Regions from separate parts of the Gasterosteus aculeatus genome. Here region 2 is linked to region 1. The links are chromatin contacts, called in public Hi-C maps. All regions are on one chromosome and are shown on one strand. The core of a region is the stretch at or near the end of the contact, and the rest is flanking DNA. Distances in the headings are between cores, read along the strand shown.

Region 1 (5,342 bases), core at 1,531-4,030:
AAATGTTGTTATCCATATAATGGATAATGCGCTGATACAACACAGTGATGACGAGTAGTCAGATCCAGTAATATGACTGCAACACCAGGATAGTATGAAGTACTAATACACACGGTGGGTTATCGTGTATTCCTCCTCGGTACAATTATTCAATGGAGCAACTTCCATTTCCAATCGCACTCATTATATTACAGACCACGTGACCTTCATACTATATTGCATTGGTGTTGAATTCGTGCAGTCACATCTTTCCTTTTACTGCGACGACCACAGACGGCTGATGTTGTTATTTGGCACAGACATGAAGCTTTGAGTGTGTAATTCATTGTTTACAGTCCGCGTGCCGGCTTATATCCTATCGTTCATCAATGTTGCTGCTTTTGTTTTAAGCCGCCAGAGACACACGCACACAACACGCGTCTGAATACAAACAGGGTGACAATAGACGGCTTGGTGTGTGCGTGTGTCTGCGTGTGTGTGTACGTTTATGCATGTGTGTGTGTGTGTGTATGAAGCGTGCCTCGTGCCATGGGTGGGGTTAGAATGAAGAGGGAGGGGGGGGGGGGGACAATGGGGGCACGCGCGGTCCTTATTAAAATAACAATAACGGGCAAGGCGGGTGGCGAGTGCTAAGAAAAAAGCAGTTTGCACACACACACACACACACACACACACACACACACACACACACACACACACACACACACACAAACAGACAAACTGTATGTAGCCTACTTGCCACCCTTATCTTACTGTGGGCGGCTTTATTTATAGTGTTACTTTCATATTAGACGCCGGAGACGCTGGTTGCGCAAACTCAGAGCTGATCTCTGAGACGTGATGTGTAGTAGGCTTTATATTTTAAATAGACTCAGCAAATGAAGACCATTGAAAAAATATATCCAAGACATATTTCACTGTAATACCTATTAATACCTTGTTTGGTAATTCAAAAGTTAAAATACTGTGGGTTTTTAATGGTATCTTGTGGCGAAGCACCATCCAGTGGCTTTATTTCAGCTGCTTCAACATATACAGCTAAATGCTGTTAAAACACACCCACCACGCAGAGACCAGGTACTACAAAAACTACATTCTCCAGCTGCACACCTGAAAATATCAACATGAAGTCTGCCATGTTATGGGAATTATGTTCCATCAGTGATATTTGACATCAAAATTAAATCCAAACCTTCTCTAATGAGTGACTTTGATAGGGACTGAATAAACAAGGACGAAGGGGACGGAAAAAACCCAGGGTGTGTTGAAGAAAAGTTGCAAGCGAGCAGGTCAGGGTACAGAGCCTGTTACCACGGCTACAGATATGGAGGTGCAGAGGTTTTTTTCACTTCCTAACAGTGAACATTCAGTTTCTCTCATTCATGTCAAAGTTTTCACTGAACCTTCTGAAACTGTGGTCAGGTGAGGGTTTTTTGTTACATTGTCATACAAATATGGAAGTAGGATAAAGGTCTATTATGTTGATGAACCAGTTTTACTTCAGACAAAAATGCATCAGTCAACCAATAACAACCAGAAAAGCCTAACTATTTTTCCACCAGAGAGCACTGACAACTTGTGCTCCCATTAAATCTTCCATCATGACGGTTTGTTTATGTTTTGACCAGACCAATAACTTTTTAACTCCCAAATACTGATTGGTGTCCAAGATCTAGCATCAGGTTTACATGAGTGCATCTGATCCTGCTTTAACAGTTAAAGCAGGATCACGTCCACAATCGGGACGTCAAAGAATTTGACTATTGTACATGTCATATCATGTCAAAAGAGGTTTTACTCTAAAATGTAGTGTAAACCAACTAAATATGGAAACCAGGTGGAAGTGGACTCAAAGTTCATTCACTTAAATAATGTGTTCACATACATCACAGTTTGTAAATGGCCCTGTTAATGATGTCCATGCAGCTGACACCCAATTGTCTGTGCGTATGTGTGTATGTATCCGTGTAGGCGCTACACTAAAATATATTTCTTGTTTTTGTGTTTATCGATTTACTTCATGGCAGTAATATTTCCAAAGGTTTCTGACATGGATTTGGTGAATGCAATAGTAATTGTGTGCGTGCGTGTGTGTGTGTGTGTGCGCGTGCGTGTGAACGCTCTCCGTTTGGCCGCGGGACGCAGTAAAAGGTGCGTTTGGCCGCTCAGGCTGCTGCAGCTGCCGCCCGACAGTTTGTCCCATTGCCGCTGTAATTGTCTCCTTGGCGCTGACAGCGAATCAAAGCTTGACCCCCCCACCCCCACTCCCCTCCAACACTCTCACACACACACACACACTCCCCGCCTCCCCCAATGCAAGACTCCTCCACACTGAAAGAAACACCCCTCACTCCTGACTTTAGTCTACCGGGACACACCCTCAATCACAGTTGGTTCCAACTGGATGTAGACAATACATATCGCATGTATACATTTAGAAGGTCAAAGTCTGAAATGCAACCTGCAGAAACTTTTGAATAGCGTCGCAGTGGCCTCGGTTCACGGCTCTGCAGGTCGAAGTCCGGGGGGGATAAAGTAGAGCCGCTGGGTGCGCGGGGTCCCGCTGCGGATCTGCCGCACCTGAGGAGCGGCGACACGAGCCCGTCGGGCAGGAAGTTCCGCCGCAGTAAATGTCGGAGGAGAAAAGAGGGACAGTTTCGATTTGACGGAACCGAGTTCCTTCACCTCAACGGTGGACGAGAACTTGTTTCTCAGGTGGATATTTTTTGCAGCGCCCCCACCCCCTCCCCAACCCCCCTGCCCTCTTCCTGTTGCTCCTGGGTATAAAGCAGGAGGAGCAAGCGCTGCTGGCACAGTCCAGAGTTCAGCAGCATAGCGGAACTCTTCTCTACGTGTTATACCTTTTGATCTCCTCATTCAGCCCGCTGACACGCGCACGGGCTGACTTTTAGCCCTCTGGGTATTTCTGGATTTGTTCCCGCAGCGTCTGAACGTTGTATCTCTTCCGCGCCGTCTCCCTCGGACCCGGTGTGGATTTTACGCGTTTATCCGACCTCTTCCTCGGACCTCCGGAGCTGTGCCCCCCGGAGCCATGGCGCGCTCCTTACTGCCGTGTCTCCTGCTGTTCGTATCGGCGCAGACGGTGAGTCGCACTGACAGCACACACGCACCAATTCAGCTCTAGTTTTCTCTCGCAGGCACTGCGCAGAATGCGGACAGGTCGGACGATGTGCGTCAATACGCACAGCACGCCGAGCCGCTTTTACACATTTACTTCATTTGACTTGGTTGTTTTTGGATTACAAAAAAGCAAACATCAGATGTTTGCATCTATGTAACTGGTCAATTATACAGTCCGGACAGTCTGACGTCATATATATATATAATAGTTATCTGCGGGAATAAGAAAACGTTACATGTTTTGCAAAGTTAGGGCGAGTGAACCTGTACTGTATCTATGCTCATTCATTCCGTAGGTTACCACTTATCTTTTATTTCTTGGCATAATGAAGTTTTATTTTCCTCTCCGTGCCCCTTATCAGATCTTTTCCTCGGCGGTCTTCGAGCTGAAGATCAACTCCTTCACCAGCGCGCGCAGCGTCTGTCAGTTCCAGACCCAGGACTGCCAGATCTTTTTCCGCGTGTGCCTCAAGCACTCGCAGGACTCGCAGGACGATACCAAACCGGAGCCGCCCTGCACGTACGGAATCGCGTTCACGGAGATCTTCGGCGCGGACCCCAAATCCATATCCGCGAGCGCGCCCGTCAAGGTGGACATCAGCTTCAAGTGGCCGGTAGGTGACTCACATCTAAGGGTTTGTCTAACAAAGTCATAACTTTAACAAGTGCTGCGCTAATCTATGTGCTTCCCAACATTCTTTACAGAACGCTTCTATAATAAATACTGACAGCTTCTTGTGTATAAAATGTACGAAATTGAACTTATTTAAACGTGGTCATGGTCAATAATCGCTCACATATTAGATTACACCATTGACTAAGCCTTCCCAACTCATTCAGGAGACTTTCGCGCTGATCATTGAAGCTTGGAACGCGGAGTCTTCAGGTCTGGACTCTACAGGTAACTGCTGGTTCTTCACCACAGGGGGGCGTCAGCGCAGCCAATAGAGAAGCGTGTTGACGTTTGATTAGACGGTAATGCAGGAGTCCTTGTTTGAAGAGTAAATTCTTATATTTCTCCTCATGTTTCATCTTCTAGCACGATAGAAGGTAGATAATACTATAAACTTTCCATTATCCATTTTTAACGCACTAGAAGTTTTTTATTACAAAGCAGAGAGCATCAGGTCACTGTAAAGTCATTACAGACCAACATTTATTTCCCCACGGAATATAATATAATATGAGAGTGATTGTGTAACATTTAAACAGTGTCAACTTATTTCTTTTAGAATAATTCCTCATCTGTCACAAGACATCAAAGTCTCTCCATCTCTTCCCTCGCTCATCCAGAAAACCAGAATAACCTCATCAGTCGGCTGGCGACCCGCCACAGACTAAGAGTTGGGGAAGACTGGTCCCAGGGCGTGCAGTTTGGCAACCAGAGCGAGCTTAACTACTCCTACCACTTAGTGTGTAATGAGTACTACCACGGCAACGCTTGCTCGTCCTACTGCCGGCCCCGCAACGACACCTTCGGCCACTACACCTGCGACGACAACGGAGGCCGCCGCTGCTTGGGGGGCTGGACGGGCGTGTACTGCTCTCACCGTGAGTGCGGACAACGACTCAATGTAACCAAATGATGTGGTGTCAGATCAAAGCCATTTGAAAATGCAGTTCTTTTCAACATCCAGATCAGAGGTCACTAACTGGTGGGCCGCGGTCCAAATCCGGACCCAGAAGCCGTCCCATCCGTCCCTGACCTAAAGCTAATATCGACGGGTGTGATTTAAAACCTGACGGGGCACTTTTCAACCGGCGCAGCTTTGGTAGTCTTTACGTTACTGGCTTAAAGCCAAAACCATTTGGATTCGAGTTAAGACATCCCACATGTTCCCACTTGACCAATCAAGTCTGTGCGGGTCCAAATGTGAAACCGAAAATGGAATATTCTGGAATGTTTAAAGATTTCTTCCCTTTATTTTATTTTTCTGAATTGAAGTAAACAATATTTATATTTGCAGTCATACATAGATGTTCAGTTCTTTGTTACGCGACACTAAATATTGTCAATTGAGTTTTTTAATCGTACTGAATTCGTTTGAATCGTCAGTCGTGTATTGATTACATGCAGATGTTGATACAACTGTATCGCTCTACTTAATCACACTAAATAGTTTATGATCTTCCGGACTTTTCTCTAACTGGACCTCTTTAAATTTTAGTTGAATCCCCCTGATGTAAAGCCTGATGCGCAT
Region 2 (5,342 bases), core at 1,502-4,001, 47 kb after region 1:
TTGCAGCCGATCACCCTCTCTGCAGAGCGGATGACGCGCTGCAGCCTGCCCTTGTCCTTGGCTGTGGCTGCAGCGTACCAGACGGTGATGGAGGAGCAGAGGATGGACTTGATGACGGCCTTGTAAAAGTGCACCATCATCGTCTTTGCCTGGTTGAATTTCTTCAGCTGGCTCAGGAAGAACATCCTCTGCTGAGCCTTCTTGGTGATGGAGTTGATGTTCAGCTCCCACTTGAGGTCCTGGGTGAACGGAAGGAATTAAAGACGAGGGTGACGGGGGGGAGTCACCTAGGGTGATGGGGGAGGGTGGGGCTCTGTTCTTCCTGAAATCCACAACCATCTCCACTGTCCTTAGAGCGTTGAGCTCCAGGTTGTTCTGGCTGCACCACGACACCAAATGGTCAACTTCCACCTGTAGGCGGACTCATCCCCACCAGAGATCAGTGCAATGAGGGTGGTGTCAGCTGCAAACTTCAGGAGCTTGACGGACGGGAGAAGAGCAGAGGGAAAAGAACGCAGCCTTGGGGGGAACCGGTGCTGATGGTCCGGGAGGCTGAGACATGTTACCCCAGCTTCACGTGCTGCTTCCTAATGGACAGGAAGTCTGTGATCCACTTCCAGGTGGAGCCGGGCACGTGCAGCTGGGGGAGTTTGTCCTGCAGCAGAGACGGGATGATGGTGTTGAAGGCAGAGCTGAAGTACACAAACAGGATCCTAGCGTAGGTTCCTGGGGAGTCCAGATGCTGGAGGATGCAGTGGAGGGTCATGTTGACAGCATCATCTACAGACCTGTTGGCCCCAATACAAAAAGTGCATTCAACCATAGGGACATTTTTTTTGCTATAGATAAGTGGCGTTACAAGTACAATTTAAGTGCTACAATTTGTTTGTTAGTCTTTTAGTCGAGGTAGAGTCTGAAGAGGTGTGTCTTTAGTTTGCGGCGGAAGATGTGAAGGCTCTCTGCGGTCCTGGTGTCTTCAGAGAGCTCGTTCCACCATTTCGGAGCAAGGACAGTAAAGAGTCGTGATCTAGTCGAGTGTTTTGCTCTCAGTGAGGGAGGGACAAGCAGTTTTGCAGAGCGGAGAGTGCGGGTCGGGATGTAGGGTTTGACCATGTCCTGTATGTAAGCTGGACCCGATCTATTCACAGCATGGTACGTGAGCACCAATGTTTTGAACTGGATGCGGGCAGCCACCGGTAGCCAGTGAAGAGAGCGGAGGAGTGGAGTAGTGTGGGAGAATTTCGGAAGGTTGAAGACCAGTCGAGCTGCTGCATTCTGGATGAGCTGCAGAGGTCGAATGGCGGTAGCAGGGAGACCAGCCAGGAGGGAGTTGCAGTAGTCCAGGCGGGAGATGACAAGAGCCTGAATCAGTACCTGCGCTGCCTTCTGAGTGAGGAAGGGACATATTCTGTGTGTATCTACATCTATCTGTAGTCATTGAGTCCTGTGATCCTGGGCTTCTTGGGAACAGGGATGATGGTGAAGGCCTTGAAGCAGGCTAGTACGTGGCATGTCTCCAAGGAGGTGTTGAAGATGTTAGTGAACACCGGAGACAGCTGGTCAGCACAATGCTTCAGGATGCGGAGAGAGACGGAGTTCGGGCCGGCTAGATTAGATATCTAATATAATGTACATGTGCAGACTGGGAAAGTTATCTTTGGTTATCTGGAAACAAGAAAAATGAATTACGCAGAGCATTCCAATGGATGACATAAATCCATCCATAGTCCAAATTCCAAACTGAAACTAAAACAAAGTAGACCGTAGAACCACACAGAAGGGTGGTGCCTTATGACCTGCAACATGAACTAATAAACTTAAAAAATAGGGCTGACACCCATCTACATTCAATAGCAATAATAAACACAAACCAAAAACTCAACGAGACCAACAAGAGACGAGGTGACGGTGACTGGACAAAAGGAAGAAAATCAGGAACATGGCAGACAATCACAGGAGAGACACAACAGAGCAGAAAGTGAAGCTAAACGAGGTACAACGAGAGGCAGGAAACTACAAAATGTCATGTCACTGTGACAACTTCATTAAATCATCATGTGTTGGAAAATGTTTGTTATTGTCTACTTTATTAATGCAAAGTACCAGATAATCAATAATCATAACTATTTATGCAGATCGATGAGTTTAACTTTTCAAAAGTTTGCTGTAGCACATTGACCATTTTTAAATGTCACACCCCAATCTAGTCTGTAATTGCTCACGAATAGAGTGACATAGACAAGAGGATATGCATGAGTCTGATGTGATGTCACTTGAGTCAGCCTCAGTTGGCACTGAAGACTACAAGTTAGAAAGCAGTGTGTTTACCAGACAGCATCGCATAGTGCTAAACTCTGCCTCAGGTCCAAGGCCAAGTGTCGGCCGTCGTGCTACATTTCATGTAACATAGGCACACAGTTTTGATTAAAAAAGACGATATCATATGTTCTGCTGCACGCACTGCAGATTGCTTTCAATACTCCTTTCATTAGATGGCCAAAATTGCTTTTGTTTGTTTATAAAAAACAATCTTGATTTCAAAATTGCAAGAACATGTGAATGTATTTGCAGAGCAGCAGAGTGGAGAAGAGGGATGAGATAAGCAAGGATGTTATTACTGCTGCTCTGACACACTTTGAAAATGAAAACAGAAGTCATATCTTTCAACTTGCTGATTTACAGCTTGCTGATGTCTCTGCCATGTGTTTTTCCTGTTATGACTTTCCGCACATGCAAACGCGCACCCACGCGCGCACGCCCACACACACACACACACACACACTTACGGCAGTTGCTTTATCAGTCGAGGATGATAATCTGATCCTCTGCAGCGTTTCCTCTTCCTTCTTTATTTTTTAAGTTCAGTTGAATAGTCCCTTCAGTGAGGAAACTTTTTCTGTTTACACAATACCATAATACTTTGACTGCAATTAATTTGATTTGAGTGTCATTTAACAAGCTTTCTGACCATTAGGCATAATATGGGGTGAGTTTTAAAAGGGGGGTACTGCACCAAGATGATGGAAACATTCCTTCATTGTCAGAATACAAATTGTAAACCAACCGCCCCATTTGTGTGTGGTAAATTGGTAGTAGCCTGGTGTCATCTTTATGTGGTTTAATTAAGGTAGCACAATGGACATGTGTAATAGCAATGCACTTGGGAGGCTGCATCAAACCCATGCCTTAACAATCCTGCAGGGCATTCTAATTAAATGTATTTTACATTCTGAACGTTTTCCAAAATACTGAATGTATGGAATTATAGGACATCCTTGATTATGCATTTCATTTGAACACTCTGCGCACACATGATGGTAGAGCTTAGACCAGGGGTGTCAAACTCATTTTAGGTAGGCAGCCACATACTGTCTACTGTCTATACACTTAGATGTCACGCGGGCTGGACCAGGATAATAATGGTCTGGTCGACGGGGGTTGGCTGAAGGAACGCTGTCATCGATCCTCCTGGTCTAACGCATGCACTCACTCGGAGTGCGACCCCCAGTGGACTTTTTAGGAATAGCAGGCTTACACAACCACAAAGTCATCCGGCGAGCCGCACTGGACCCGCCGGCGGGCCGGATCCGTATGTTTGACACCCCGGGTTTAAACTGTGATGCTCTTTATGGATGTTGCAAGGTGTTGAGGAGATTTTCGGTTTTCGACGTGTAAGCGCTGGATCGATGTCAGCGTGAGTGTTTTATAGCGATACAAGAGGAGGTGATGATTGGACATAGTCACGCCATATAACACGGCAGCTTCTTCTGCAGGAAGAGTGACTTGTCTGTTCAAAGCACTCATAAAAAAGCGCTTATAAAAAACTCTGCATGATACGAGTACATTAACTCCACCAACGCCAACTCCTGTCTCCTTCTACGATCCAATTGTTTAGATGTTGTGTTCGATTCAAGAGGATCTCACCATAACAGCGGCTGACTTTAGCCCATTGCCGGCTAAAGCTGATTTAGCTCTTTCTGAAGAGACCTTTGTGTTGATTTAACTTGGTCCTCCGAGTGCACTTGCAGGAATAAAACGGTTTGCTTTCGTTGTTCGGACCAAGGACCGGTGCTATTGTACACAATAGCGTGTTTTTTGAAAGGGTTACGATGCACAATGCAGAAGAAAGAAAAAAATGCAATCATATATTTGATTTGGGTGATTCATGACAAAAACCAGTGTGAAAAAAAATAATGATGCCGTAGTGTTGACAGATTGCCACTTTTAAGTGAACTGAATTTTACATAGCTCTGAGTTGTGTTCTTTGTGATCTGCTCTCTAATCTCTTTCAGCGAAGCAAGAATAACTGGATTATAAATAGAGAGATGAACACACACACACACACACACTCTGCCCTGTTTGTGCAAACAATCAAAGCATTGCTAATAAATTATATTGACAAATCAGGAGTCTGTAAACACACTGAGGAATGCTAAACAAAGCAGAACAAACGGGAAGAATCAAGTCTTCTTCTATCGGATCCTCCCTCTGCTTACTTACATGTATAACTGTGTGTCTCTTGTCTTGTTAAGCAAGTAGTTGATGAGAGATGAGGTCACTCAGGCCAAATGTGGTTACTGGTTGTGGACCTACAAAAGGCTGCTCCAAGGAAGAAATCCATTTACTGTTAGCTCATATCCTTTTCCTGTTGGTGAGAGGTCGCATCCTGTTGTCCCAAAGGACAGCTGATATGTGCCCAACACGATGCTGCGTCTAAATGCAGTCTCGTTACCTTAAATGCAATTTATAAAAAGGAAAGAGGCAACATATCAATAAGTTAAACTGGTGCAATGACCAAATAGCCTGAAAGCCAACAACACTGATTAGATGACACCTAGGACCGATCCCCTTTGCCAATACCTGTTGACTTTGTCTTACTTTTCAGTATGTAGTTAGTATATAGATATGAACGGAGTCATCACATTATATATATATATTAGTGTATTTATTGCAGTTTTAACAATTATTTTCTTTGCTTTTAATTTTTTGACCAACAACCGGACCAGTGTGCGGATGTCACATTTTAGTATTTTTGGAGGAGTCCGGACACCCATAGCCAAACTTGTGCTTCCTATTTGTGTTTTTTTTACAGGTGTGTCCAAATACTAATAGAGCAAACCAGCCTTGCTCCACCGAATGTTGTGTGAAAAAAAGTATTTTTGTGCTCAATCATGCAAACATTCATATTTCAGTTGTGGCTGATTGTACTCATGTTTATATTACTGATAAGTAGCATGCTGTTTATTCACCTTCCCACAAGATGTTGTTGAGACTGGAATAACTACATGCAAAAAAGAATGGCGTTGAGTTTAATAGCTAATAAAAAAAATTAAAATTCTGTG

Evidence for each region. A called contact is a pair of places that touch in the nucleus more often than the background predicts.
Region 2: a Hi-C map of tail fin shows a contact between it and region 1, with 4 times the contacts expected there. The contact joins the enhancer-like site here to the promoter of dlc in region 1. A contact is called at or near these places in 2 of 6 Hi-C or Micro-C datasets (tail fin and whole body).

What each region holds. Positions count from the first base shown.
Region 1 is chr1:19,320,690-19,326,031 of fGasAcu3.hap1.1, forward strand. dlc (deltaC) reads left to right here and starts at 2,781. Exons shown (of 10, transcript XM_040199348.2): 1 at 2,781-3,103; 2 at 3,504-3,755; 3 at 3,982-4,042; 4 at 4,435-4,692. The coding sequence starts at 3,053.
Region 2 is chr1:19,368,095-19,373,436 of fGasAcu3.hap1.1, forward strand. No RefSeq gene overlaps it. Among protein-coding and RNA genes, the nearest start is that of LOC144404843, 24 kb to the left of the region's middle. Within about 2 kb of position 2,752, at least 5 of the 9 cell types and tissues checked have open chromatin away from gene starts, as enhancers often do.